Regions from separate parts of the Drosophila melanogaster genome. Here all the other regions are linked to region 1. The links are chromatin contacts, called in public Hi-C maps. All regions are on one chromosome and are shown on one strand. The core of a region is the stretch at or near the end of the contact, and the rest is flanking DNA. Distances in the headings are between cores, read along the strand shown. Region 1 holds the start of Gyf (Gigyf). Region 2 holds the start of Eph (Eph receptor tyrosine kinase). Region 3 holds the start of Cadps (Calcium-dependent secretion activator).

Region 1 (3,957 bases), core at 56-2,555:
GCTTTCATCATATAGACCGCTTGGGCGTTGGTATATCGGATGATAGGCCGATTTTCCGCGCATCCGTCCCCGGTCAACGGTTCCACCACGTCCAGAGCCTCGGGAGGCACTACCAAATCCACTGGGCGAGCGCTGCAACCAGGCAGGACGAGACTAGTTTCAAAGAAAAGTAAATTATGTTCTAAAACTCATGTCAAATTACTTCACATACGTTATTGCCAAGTGAGTTTTGGTTGATGTCCTCCTCGGAGCTCGGTGTCAGTGCAAGAGGGCACTGAACCTTTTCCACGAAGAGCTTTTTGAACGATGGCAGGATCTGCGGCAGTAGGCAGTTCCGATCGAACAAGGACAGCATTTCCTCGCGTCCGTACCGGTATTCTGGAAATAGATTACGGGAAGCGGATGCCGCCGTGTTGTTTCCCAGGTTGTGCCCTCCAATCGAATTGTTTTGAGCTGCATTACCAACGTTGTAGGTACTGGGAGAGCCCGAAGGCTCGGCTGACATATTGCGCAACCATTCCGGGCCAAATTTCATTGAATCTGTCATTTTTATTTGCCTCTTGTTTAATGTTATGCTGACAATAAGTTCAAAAAAGTTTTTGGTTGATTTATTTGTAAGAAAGGCAATGAAATCAAATTTTCAGTGTTTTTGTTAAACTCCTAATGGCTTTATGATTCTGTGCACAATTGTTTATTTTTCAAACAGTTCAAGTTCTATAAATAAAGCAAACAGCTTCAAGTCTTTTTCAAAGCAAACAGTACAACAAAGGATTTATTTTAAAGCTTAGTTAAGAACTAGTGATAAAAAAAAACTTACCAGAGCTTTACAGAATGGATAGTAAAAGTAAAATAATATAATATAAAAGCAACACAGAAACCTAACCTAAAATATCAAACTGATTGTCACACACGAACGCGAAATACACATGCACCCTCATCACACATTAAAATTAACATGTTTATAGAATTGAAATGTCTGATTCGAGCTTTCATGTTTGAAATATAGAACTAATAGAACTAATATAGATCTAAAAGGTAAAAAAAATTCGTAAGTATCTGGACGCATACAGACACACAGTGATGTATGTACAAATTTTTGATTTGTGTGACTTTATCACACTGGGCGGGTGTGTTTTATTTTAAAGATTGTTTAGTTAATTCTTCTGGTAATCTTAATAAAATCAAGCCACTATAACTGCACATCCTAAAAAAATTTTTTAAATTGAATTTCGTAAAAATATTCAACTTACACGTACCACCGAGATATCTTAAAATACCAACGCCAACATAAGATAGAGCAAGGCCAGCGTGGCCGTCTTGCGATATGTCAAGCTTCCAATTTAATTTAGCACAGGGGTATTCTTGCCACTTTTGCTTCTTATACACTAGCTCCACTACTACTAGTTGACAGATACATCACCCTTGTCTTCACATTGCAACATCAAGCACCGGGATTTAGAGAATGCATAAGTGTCAATCTTTAAATCAACCAATCCGTCTGTCTGTAAGAACGTCTCGCTTTCAGGAACTATAAGAACTAGAACTTAAAGCATGCTGATTCTATAGATATAGACGCAGACGATGTTTCCACGACCACTAACTATGTGTTGATTTTTTTCTTTAAGTTGAGTAACGGGAATTCTTGCTTTAATATTATTATTTAATTATTATCACTGCCAAAGCTAGATTCCTACCTTGTTGTTAGCTTTGTATTGAAACTTAGTCTTTCGGAATTGTTAATAATTTTATATTTAACAAGCAGTCGATTTTCATTTCAAGTTCAAGTTTTTCAGTATTATAACATAACAGTAGAAATAGTAAAGTGTAAGTAAACGATGTATTAGTTTATTTTGAATAAATATATAAATACAAATGTATATATTTAAATATATATATATATATATATATATAGTAGTGGATATATATATTTATATATATATATATAAATTTTAATATGGTTACATTATTTTCATAACCGTTTTCATAACCACGTTTGTCTGGTTTGATCCAAAATGAATACCTGGTTTGTGATTATTTTGGTCTTTTTACATAAGTCATGAAGTGAGGGGTATGTGTCAAAAATTTGCTGCGATGTATACGCACCCCTTTTGTCTTTTGTATAACTGTCTGTTCGTACGTATGAACGCCCAGATATTGGAAACGAAAATCGCCAATGGTGCATGTGATTTGTCTGAAAACGATATGACGCCCATAACGCTGATGCCCATGTTCTGAAGGATTTTCGGATACCTTAATCGTATAACAGCGAAGCTCGAGCGATCTTAATCTTTACCACGTTTCGAGGCAGTGAGTACATCTGAAATTTTGGCACTGTTCCCAGATCGGGCGCTTAACGCATCGCTTATAATGCTTTTAATTTAGCGTAAGGGTCATTTCAAAATGTAAACCAAAAACGCAGACTTCGTAACGAGACCTAAAGTCAGTTGCACCCGTTCTGAGCGTTCCTGCGTGTGGGGGAAAAAATATCATTGCAACAGCAGGATCTCAGCCTGCTCCAAGTTAGGAGTATGAGAAGGAATGGCGAGCAGTAGGCGAGGCTTCTCGTTATCTCGGCAAGGATGAAAACGGCTTCTAAGGCAGTTAAACTTTATACATATAATCTCCTACAGTACGTCGTTAACCAACGTGGAAAGGCCTTCAACACAGTTACAACGACAGGGTGAGTGCATAATATGTAAGCCTGATGTTGGTTCCCATTAAGTGCAAGATAAAGACAAATAAATATATATTAAATTTGAACCTCATAAGTAACAATGGGACGGTTATCCAGATTAGAGTTGATTGAATCCCCATATAATTCTATGGTTTAAGCTAAATTTCTGAACTATTAATTTTGTTAAGAAAATAGTGAAGTTCGGCACGCTGAAGTCGCCATGATACAAAAAAGATAAATATATTAAGAATGGAAGTAGTTATTTAATTTAGCTTTATTGTGCTATAATATTAGATCATGGACTAGAATTATAAGATTACTAGTATGCCTCCAGAAATCGAATGATATGCATATGGTGTAGGTGTTAAAAATATTTAAATAAACATGAATTTTGAATTTTTAAACATTTTTAAACATTTGAACAATAACATGGTGTCCTTGATATTATGGAGTAGTAACGGATTACTGTCTCCTTCACAGTACAGAAAGGAAATCTAATCATGTGTGGGAGCTCCCAAATATATACAGTCGCACCGAAGCGCTCATAGGGTGGTGGGCTAAGACGCGATTTCTACGAAAAATAGCCTCGTAGATATATCAATTTGAGGTCTCTATTCAAACGACACGCCCCACGTAAAATAAATAGTAGGCAAGAATTTTCTATATATATCGTGTAGGTGCCCATAGCTCACGGAAACGAACATTTTCAATGAACGCCGCTACAGGCTGTTTTGCTAGATGATTTTTGAAGGATATTCATCACGTAGGTCGTCCGAAAGAAACGAGGATAATGAGGGAATACCTTCGAGAAGTATGTTCAGTTCTTACTCAGGATAAGCAGGGAAATGAATGGCACATACATTCTGTGATATTTAGTGTATTGAATTTAAATTAAACTCTACGGAATGTTAGATTTTGCTGTTACCGTTAAGTTTTATGACATGAAATTTTGGTCTCGATACTGAGCAGTTTCCTGCTCGGAGGCCTGCACAATTTAATATGAATAACATTTTAACCAAAAAATAAATTTTTTTTTCTTATGTGGTTTTGCGAAATAGAATTTGTTAGTTAAGTTTTGTCTTAGGTCGGATCATTTGGAAATAATTGCTCTACTTAAAAAGTGTTGTAAAATACTCCGTTGTAAGTGCTGCCAAATACGTGAAATAAAGATCAACGTTACGGACGAAATTCTCATTAAATAAAGTATAAATATTAAAATATATGTAAGTATTTATTTCAAAGTATCTATTGACAAAAAAAATGAATAGTGAAAAGATAAAGTT
Region 2 (3,811 bases), core at 154-2,653, 260 kb before region 1:
TATAACGTATTTGAATGTTAAAGCTGATAAGGTGCGCTTTCAAATAACATGACGGCGGTATTGGTATTTCAGGTTTACGCCGTGAAACATAGTTGGCATGTCACAAACATAATCTTATACACGATATTATTATTATTATTGAATAAGGTTTGCCATAAGTTGGCACATTGACTTTTAGTTCGCTGCTTTGCATGATACCTTGTCTTAGGGCGTTGGTATCTGGGTATCATATTATATTCTGGGTAGATATTCTCTGTAGACTGCTGTGAGGTTTCTTCGACAGTTTCCGCACTTTTTTTATTTTAGCTTAGTGTGTGCAGAAGTGTAGAAATACGTAGTGGTTCAACTCTCCTGACAATTTAAAAATTTAAATACTTTCGAAAATCTTTTTCTTTATTGACTTTCTTTAAATATATTTTTTACTCCAATGGCATCGCTTGCACACACTTAAAACAGGTATAATTTAGAAAATATATCCCATAAGTTTTATTAGAGAATGCAACTTTTTTCCAGATCTTTATATAAATAGTATCAATAAAACAAGTTTGTCCACCCTCTAAAAATAGTTTTAATCGTTTGTCTACCCTTTAAAAATTGTTTTTATCGTTGGCACAGCCATTAAAATAAATGTTTATTGTTTGTCCGCTCTTAAAAGTAAATAATTTCGTTTGCTCACCTATTAAAACTATATTGGTACATATGTATGTACTTTTTGAAATAGGACGTGAGAAAAAAAAAACTAAAAAACATAAGCAAGCCGGTGGAAAAACAATTCCAGCTTTTAAATTAAAAAAAATATTTATTTATTCTTTTTGGCTTAAAAACCATTTTACTTTAAAACTCCATTGGTTTGCCTACCCTTTAAAAGCTTTATGGACAACGATGCAAACGTTGATGTTTTTAAGCTTTCCAAGTGTTGTCTTTATTTTCATTAATGGTCCGTTTTGGTTTCCTATGGATTCTTTCCCGAACTACCTTTATTAAATGGAAAATTAAATTATCATTAATCATTAGAGCTACTATAACGGCTTTCACAAAAAAAAGTAAGCAATCGAATCGTTTAGTGATCAGTAGATATGCAACGATTACATATACATATGCATATACATATATGAATGTCAGATTATTACGATTATCAAGCAAGATATTAAAAGTATTGGTAACGCCTTTTTTTTAATATTTCGTTTAAATTTTCAGTAGAGAGACAATCACTTTTAATGAATATTATTCTCGTTCTATATTAATTAAAGGCCAAGTGTCAATAATTCGTATAAAACATAAAACAAGAACATCAGTTTATGCTGTTAGCTCATTTTGTACCAATTTCATTATTCCGAATTTGTGGTATTTCGTCGATGCTATTTTAACTTATTTTTTTTAAAGAAAATTTGTTTTCATGGATTTTAATGACGTTATAAAAGTTATCGATACCAGTTGTTTTAACAGAATTGCTGAGTATAAGTGAATTTAAAAAATAAAAAATAAAGAAAAAAGACTGAAAATGATACTCTGGTCTTTACCAAGTATCAATAGAAAATCTACAAGGGATTTTGTGGTCGTAAAAGAACCACTTTAAAATTAAAACGAGACTTCCATAGTAGTAGTCGGCTGTAAAGGTATCAATAAAAGTGGTCCTAAATGACAAAATGTACAAATAAAATAATAAAATCCGTTCAAATATCTTGTGTTCCAAAGCCATAACATCTTGAATTGATAACAGTAATCATCCGTGAAATGTAATGTTTAAATCGAAGCTAGCGTCCCTTAACAAGAATACATACACACTGTCATTTTGTGTAAATATGTATAACATGTATGGTCGTATGTATGTATATAGCAGCGTCGGAAAATGCAGGCTCATATGTGTATACGCTTCCTTGTATATATGGATATGCACATATGCCAGTGAATACCGAACAGGAACAGATCCTTCCAAATTATTTATACATTAATCACATTCATGCTTATACAAAGTGCATTAAAGCTAATCAATTTATTTTTTAGTCTTGGATTTTAAACTGGACCCACAAACACAAATAATGCTATTGACATTGGTAAATCCGCATCAGAGTGCGTACAACCCAAATCAAAAATAAAACTGTTCGAAAACGATCCCAACAAAATGAAAATGGTTGGGTGCCACCCAAATGACAAAAAGGTGAAATATGATGGTATTAAAAGTAAAACTTCTTCCGTAACCATTCTAACTTCCGTACTAAATGATGCTATAAGCGCCCTCAAGTCTGCGTTTTACAAAAATCAAGCTCCAATTAGCGAGCAAAACAGATCTCAAATTGTTTCGAGAATGTCATTATTAAGGACAATACTGCTTATTATAATTTCAATTCACTTTAAATTGGCACATGCAGATCAGGGTACGTACTGCTTAACAATATTAAGACTTAACAGTAAATGATATCTTTTTAATGCTCACGAATATCTGCAGTTGTTCTATTGGATACAACTCGAGAAGCTACATTAGAGTGGACCAGGTATCCATATGGACCTCAAGCCCAAACACCAGGGGTACGCATTATATGTTATTGTTGCTCTTATTTTCAATTTTTATTTAAAAAACAAACGTTTGTTTGTAGTTAAACTTACGTCGACAATAATAAGATAGTAGTAATAAGATATTTATATTCAATTTATTCTATGTCAATTCGATTGTGTACAAATTCTTAAAGATTTTATATAGATTTCTTTATATGTGCTCTTTTTTCTAATTGAAAATCATTTAATTTTGAACGTTTTTAATATGTAAATATGCTTATGCTGCTGCGACTGCCAACGACTTCCAGAACTCTTCGCTTGCCGCTCAAAAGAACCTTTGTCTTCGACTTTTAATTTTCTCAGAAGCAGAATCAAATTCATGTGAAATGAACTTACCACAGTTTTTTAAACGCTGATATAATCATGTGTTTTTATTTGGTATACACAACATTTGGAATAATGTTTACTTTGATCCGAAGCAGATGACTAACATTCTTCAGCTGCCATAGAAACGTTTGGGAAATTTATTTAAAACATTTGAAAAGAATTCATCGTTTCGTCGTTTCTAATCATAAAATGTCTTTTTCAGTATAACCAAAGACACTAGAATAACAAGATGCGTAACGGCCATACATTGGTTTGGCACTATGCAGCCACTTTTTTAGTGACGGCCAAAATTGCTCTCTTTCCGCTCGCTCCGGCTGAGAGCGTAAGAAATCTAAAAATAGAATTTGCTTGCTTGTGTGAGTGGAAACAAGAGACGAGAACGCGTATATGATTTTCGGGCCGAAATAAATTCTGATCGACGAAAAGAATTTACATTGTACATATTAGGGTAGTTTTTTGCCAATTTCGTAGCAATATGATAAAATAAGATAATTTTTAAAAATTCGCTCTGACTATTATAATTTTAAAGCTTTTTAAATTTGTTTGTTAAAATCGCCGCTCGAATTAGCTACCGTTTACACATTTATATTTATGTTTAATTCTAATTTGTCTTTCATCTGCCAATCTTTTAAAAGCGAAATATTTTTTTAAACACTTTTAATGTTAATGTTACATCATATTAAGTCAAATGACTTAATAAATATACTAAATAATTAAAGGAAGTACAATAGAAATTATTATAACTACTGTAATTTCATAAATTTCATAAAAATATGATAACTGTTTATTGCAAAAGTCATATCAAAGACACAAGCACTCAACAGTTATTGCCTTATTAATTTTTCAAGATGAATACTCTAATGACAAATATTCTTATATAAAGTCATTTTTGAAATTTATTTTTGTGATATGTACATAGATTTGGCTATTT
Region 3 (3,624 bases), core at 13-2,512, 360 kb after region 1:
TTTACCTTGAATAGACTCTGAAATTTCGCAGCAATCGAAAATGGGTAAAATTTGAATATCTCCAGGGTAATTGGCAATATTATTTGATGGCTGCGTGGGAAAGTCTTCTTTACTATCATTGAGCATTGCCAATGGTTCAAAGCATCGGGTTAAATATTGTAATCCACTGTCCCGGTATTGATGACGGTTGGCTTTTTCAGTATTATTTTGAGCGATACCAGTATGTGTTAAATTTTGGTTAATCATCTGAATTTGTATCTGAGGTAGTGATGTAGGAGGTGAAAGTGCTTTTGAGAGTTGTGTGTTTTCCAGATGAGTTGTGTTTAAATTATTTTTGTCTGTTGCGGGTGTTTCAGATAATTCGATATGATTGTTTTTTTTTTCTTGAGAACCGACCATAGTGCGCTTGTTTATGGTAGTTATTAAATCCGATTTTATGTAGATTGTTATAAATTAGTTTATTACATTTCGGGTGTTCCCAGGATACAGAATTATTTAATGTGTTTTATAACAACACAGTTTTCATTAAACTAGTTTGCCGCAACTGGAATAAGAAATATTTGGTTTAATAACGATTGTGTGCCTTAATATACATTTTAGTCGGCAATGCACTCTACTTTAAAAAAATATCCTATTATCGTATCAAAATTGATTTTGTTTTTTAACTTTCCGATCTTGGTTTTTTCTAAATACTTTTTATTTGTGTAAATAGTTTGTATATATGTACTTACATCTGCATATACATAACGAACAGTTGAAAGGCACAGCCAAAATAAATAGTAATATATATTGAGGTTATAAACTTCGGCACTTGTGCTTAAATTTATTATTTTTGTATTGCTATACCTTTAATTAATTAAATATAATAATACCTTAATAAGTATATTGTCAACACTTAATTGAGTTTATGTCCATGTACATACATACATATATGTACAAATATTGCACATCGATGAAGACTGTATCAGAACAGTTTGATTAAACATTAACCGAGAGCTATAATATTTGATGTATTGCAATGATTTGTATTGTATACTTTACAAATAGGTAAAACCAGATATTTGTTTATCGTACAATTTCATTTGAATACACAATTTTCAAAGCGACCCGAACAAAGAGAAGAACAGTGTGACCGTGTTAAAACAGTTTTAACATGCCACCTGGCTCACATGTACTCACAATAGCGTTTGAAGCACGTTTTATAACCATAATCAACGGAGTACCATATAAAATGACTTCGGTGGTCCAGAATAAAGTTCTTTAGAACTTGTTTCGCAACTCAAACATAGGAACCACTTAGCATACAACAGCTCTAATATCAAAGTTTGTGACGAAAATTGAATAAATCAATACTTAGTCCACCGGACCGTTTTCGAGCGGAAATCGACTTTATATATAATTTGCAGGGCAATCGTTTGCCCATATAATGCGAGTCAAATCGTAAGAACACGTGTGGTATTGTAACATACATATATAATTCATGGGAATATTTATTCCTGTTTTCCCATTTTACTATTATGATTTTAAAAAGGTCGTATAACATTTTTTTAGTTTAGATCATTCATGCATGGCCCTAAGAAAGCGTTGTTATTCGCTTATAATGATCATTATGTCATTAGGGTTAATTTTTACGAATGGGCGAAAGAGCTGTTGTTTTAGGACAAATACTTTACTTAATATTTATCAAATCATTATTTGTTGTGAATATTTCTATCGATTTGCCAACAAATATGTATAAGTTAAATCAAGGCAAGTCTCTAATGTCCTAGTATCAATGTTTTGTGCTCATTGTTTATAGTGTTTTATGACTCGAATGCTATTTTGTCAAGCATGGCGGGCAGTAAAACAGTCAAATGCAATGCATATAGTCCAGAAACTAACTTTTGACTCAGATTAATTTTTTAAAGATTTAACTGTTTTCTGTTTTAATTTTTATATAAGTAACGAGTTGACTATGGAGTTCCACCACGTTTTTATTTGTCTTGACAGTTTCTATTGATCTGTAAAAAATATTCCATTTCTTTGAACTAAATAAACTAAGGTAGATATAATTTCCAAAACGTTTATCAAATAGTTATTAAGAAATTCATCTTAACCAAAATAAAAAGTATTTTAAGAATCCCTTCAACTACAAAATTTAGGCATAATTTAAATCTAATTGTGTTTCAGACAGTCCTGCTTTACTTAAATTATTGAAAATCAGAAACTTCTGCAAATCATCAACCAAATCGTCGAAAACAGTAGTTGTAACGGGAGTGCTAAGGTTACCACCATCGAAGTTATCGATAGTTCCATCGATTTTTTTTGCTTCTCCAACTTAACTATTCTTCAAACGGAAATCCATTTATTCATATGTGAAAATAGAGAACTGTATAAATAGAAGTAGATAATTTGTGAAATAAACCTGATGTCGCCTTGAAAATACATAAAAAACTTATATTTTTGTCAATAATTATACTATGAATTTCGTTTGTCATTCACATAGTAAATGAATTCAAAGTTTTGTTATCGTGTAACTCGAATTCATATAAATAGTGATAAAGTTTGTTCATAATTTAAAGCTATATTATAAGCACCATACATTACCGAACGACAAGCATAAATCTAATATTTAAGGTATTTGAAGCAATTAACCTTCCCAAAGAAATTGCTCTATTCTTCAACCCTTAAGGGTGGTGGTGAACAAATATATACATATTTCAGATGGTGGTGTGTTACAAATAAAAATAAAAGGTTTTTTTAACTTAGCGAAAATAAGAATTCGTTTGAAAACCCATCAACTATGGTTATTTTTGTTCTAAGTTATAAGGCATACATTCACCTTTTTTTTAAATTCCCCATCAAATAGCGTATTATAAATGTAAACAAACGATTTATAAGTATAATTTCAATAAGTAAAAGAAACAAGCTAAAGTTATCGTTGTTTTAATCAGTACAATAATAACAATGTAATAATGTAATAGTAATATCATACTCATGTTTCCACGCCCAATCTAACGCCCACAAAAATGGTTTGATATTTTTTCATATTTTTATTACTCTTGTAAATTTTTATCGATTTGCCAGATTAAGTATACAGATTCTAGACATAGAATTAGCGCTAGTTTATTGACCAATGTTGCCACGCCCACAAACCGCCGAGAGCTGCCAGTTAAAAAACTCAATGAAAACTGGTGATGTGCATTATAAAAAAAATAGTAAAAAAGGTAACTACATCGATAATGTGAATTAAACTGGGTAATTTGTGCAACATTATACACTACACATAATGCTATGAAAGTCATCAAATACCATGATTTCAAGTGACTGACGTACGTCAACAGGAACCATTGATGGATAATGCAAGTCAAATCGATAGAAATTTACAAGGCCAATAAAATGATGAAAAATTTCGAAAAATCGTTTAAAAGTGTGGGCGTAGCAGTTTTAGGGGGTTGCTGGCGTGGCAAAAATTTTGTTTTGCAAATCGATAGAAATTTACAAGACTATTAAAAATGTTACGAGGGTATACAAATTTCGTCTTTTAATATGATTTTGAATTCTTTTATTTTTAGGATTAAAAAACAAGTAATCGCGTTCCGCTTATTTTTTTACCATGATTGATCCTAGTTCAAGTGAGGAAGA

What was found. A called contact is a pair of places that touch in the nucleus more often than the background predicts.
Region 2: a Hi-C map of the Kc167 cell line shows a contact between it and region 1, with 3 times the contacts expected there. The contact joins the promoter of Eph here to the promoter of Gyf in region 1. A contact is called at or near these places in 25 of 107 Hi-C or Micro-C datasets (the Clone 8 cell line, the Kc167 cell line, the ML-DmBG3-c2 cell line and 8 more) and 1 of 6 datasets of contacts at active chromatin or transcription factors (the Kc167 cell line).
Region 3: a Hi-C map of the Kc167 cell line shows a contact between it and region 1, with 2.7 times the contacts expected there. The contact joins the promoter of Cadps here to the promoter of Gyf in region 1. A contact is called at or near these places in 5 of 107 Hi-C or Micro-C datasets (the Kc167 cell line, brain, cellular blastoderm embryo and 1 more).

The regions. Positions count from the first base shown.
Region 1 is chr4:865,720-869,676 of dm6, forward strand. It overlaps Gyf (Gigyf), which reads right to left and starts at 1,306. Exons shown (of 10, transcript NM_001169357.4): 1 at 1,257-1,306; 2 at 212-575; 3 at 1-153. The coding sequence starts at 547. It also overlaps a transcript of unc-13 not described here and asRNA:CR43425.
Region 2 is chr4:609,281-613,091 of dm6, forward strand. Eph (Eph receptor tyrosine kinase) reads left to right here and starts at 1,404. Exons shown (of 14, transcript NM_166776.4): 1 at 1,404-1,616; 2 at 2,005-2,375; 3 at 2,447-2,526. The coding sequence starts at 2,123.
Region 3 is chr4:1,229,575-1,233,198 of dm6, forward strand. Cadps (Calcium-dependent secretion activator) reads left to right here and starts at 1,263. Exons shown (of 23, transcript NM_001031858.2): 1 at 1,263-1,440; 2 at 3,555-3,624. The coding sequence starts at 3,596. It overlaps Dyrk3 (Dual-specificity tyrosine phosphorylation-regulated kinase 3), which reads right to left and starts at 1,139. Exons shown (of 7, transcript NM_001038725.2): 1 at 924-1,139; 2 at 732-846; 3 at 6-544. The coding sequence starts at 399.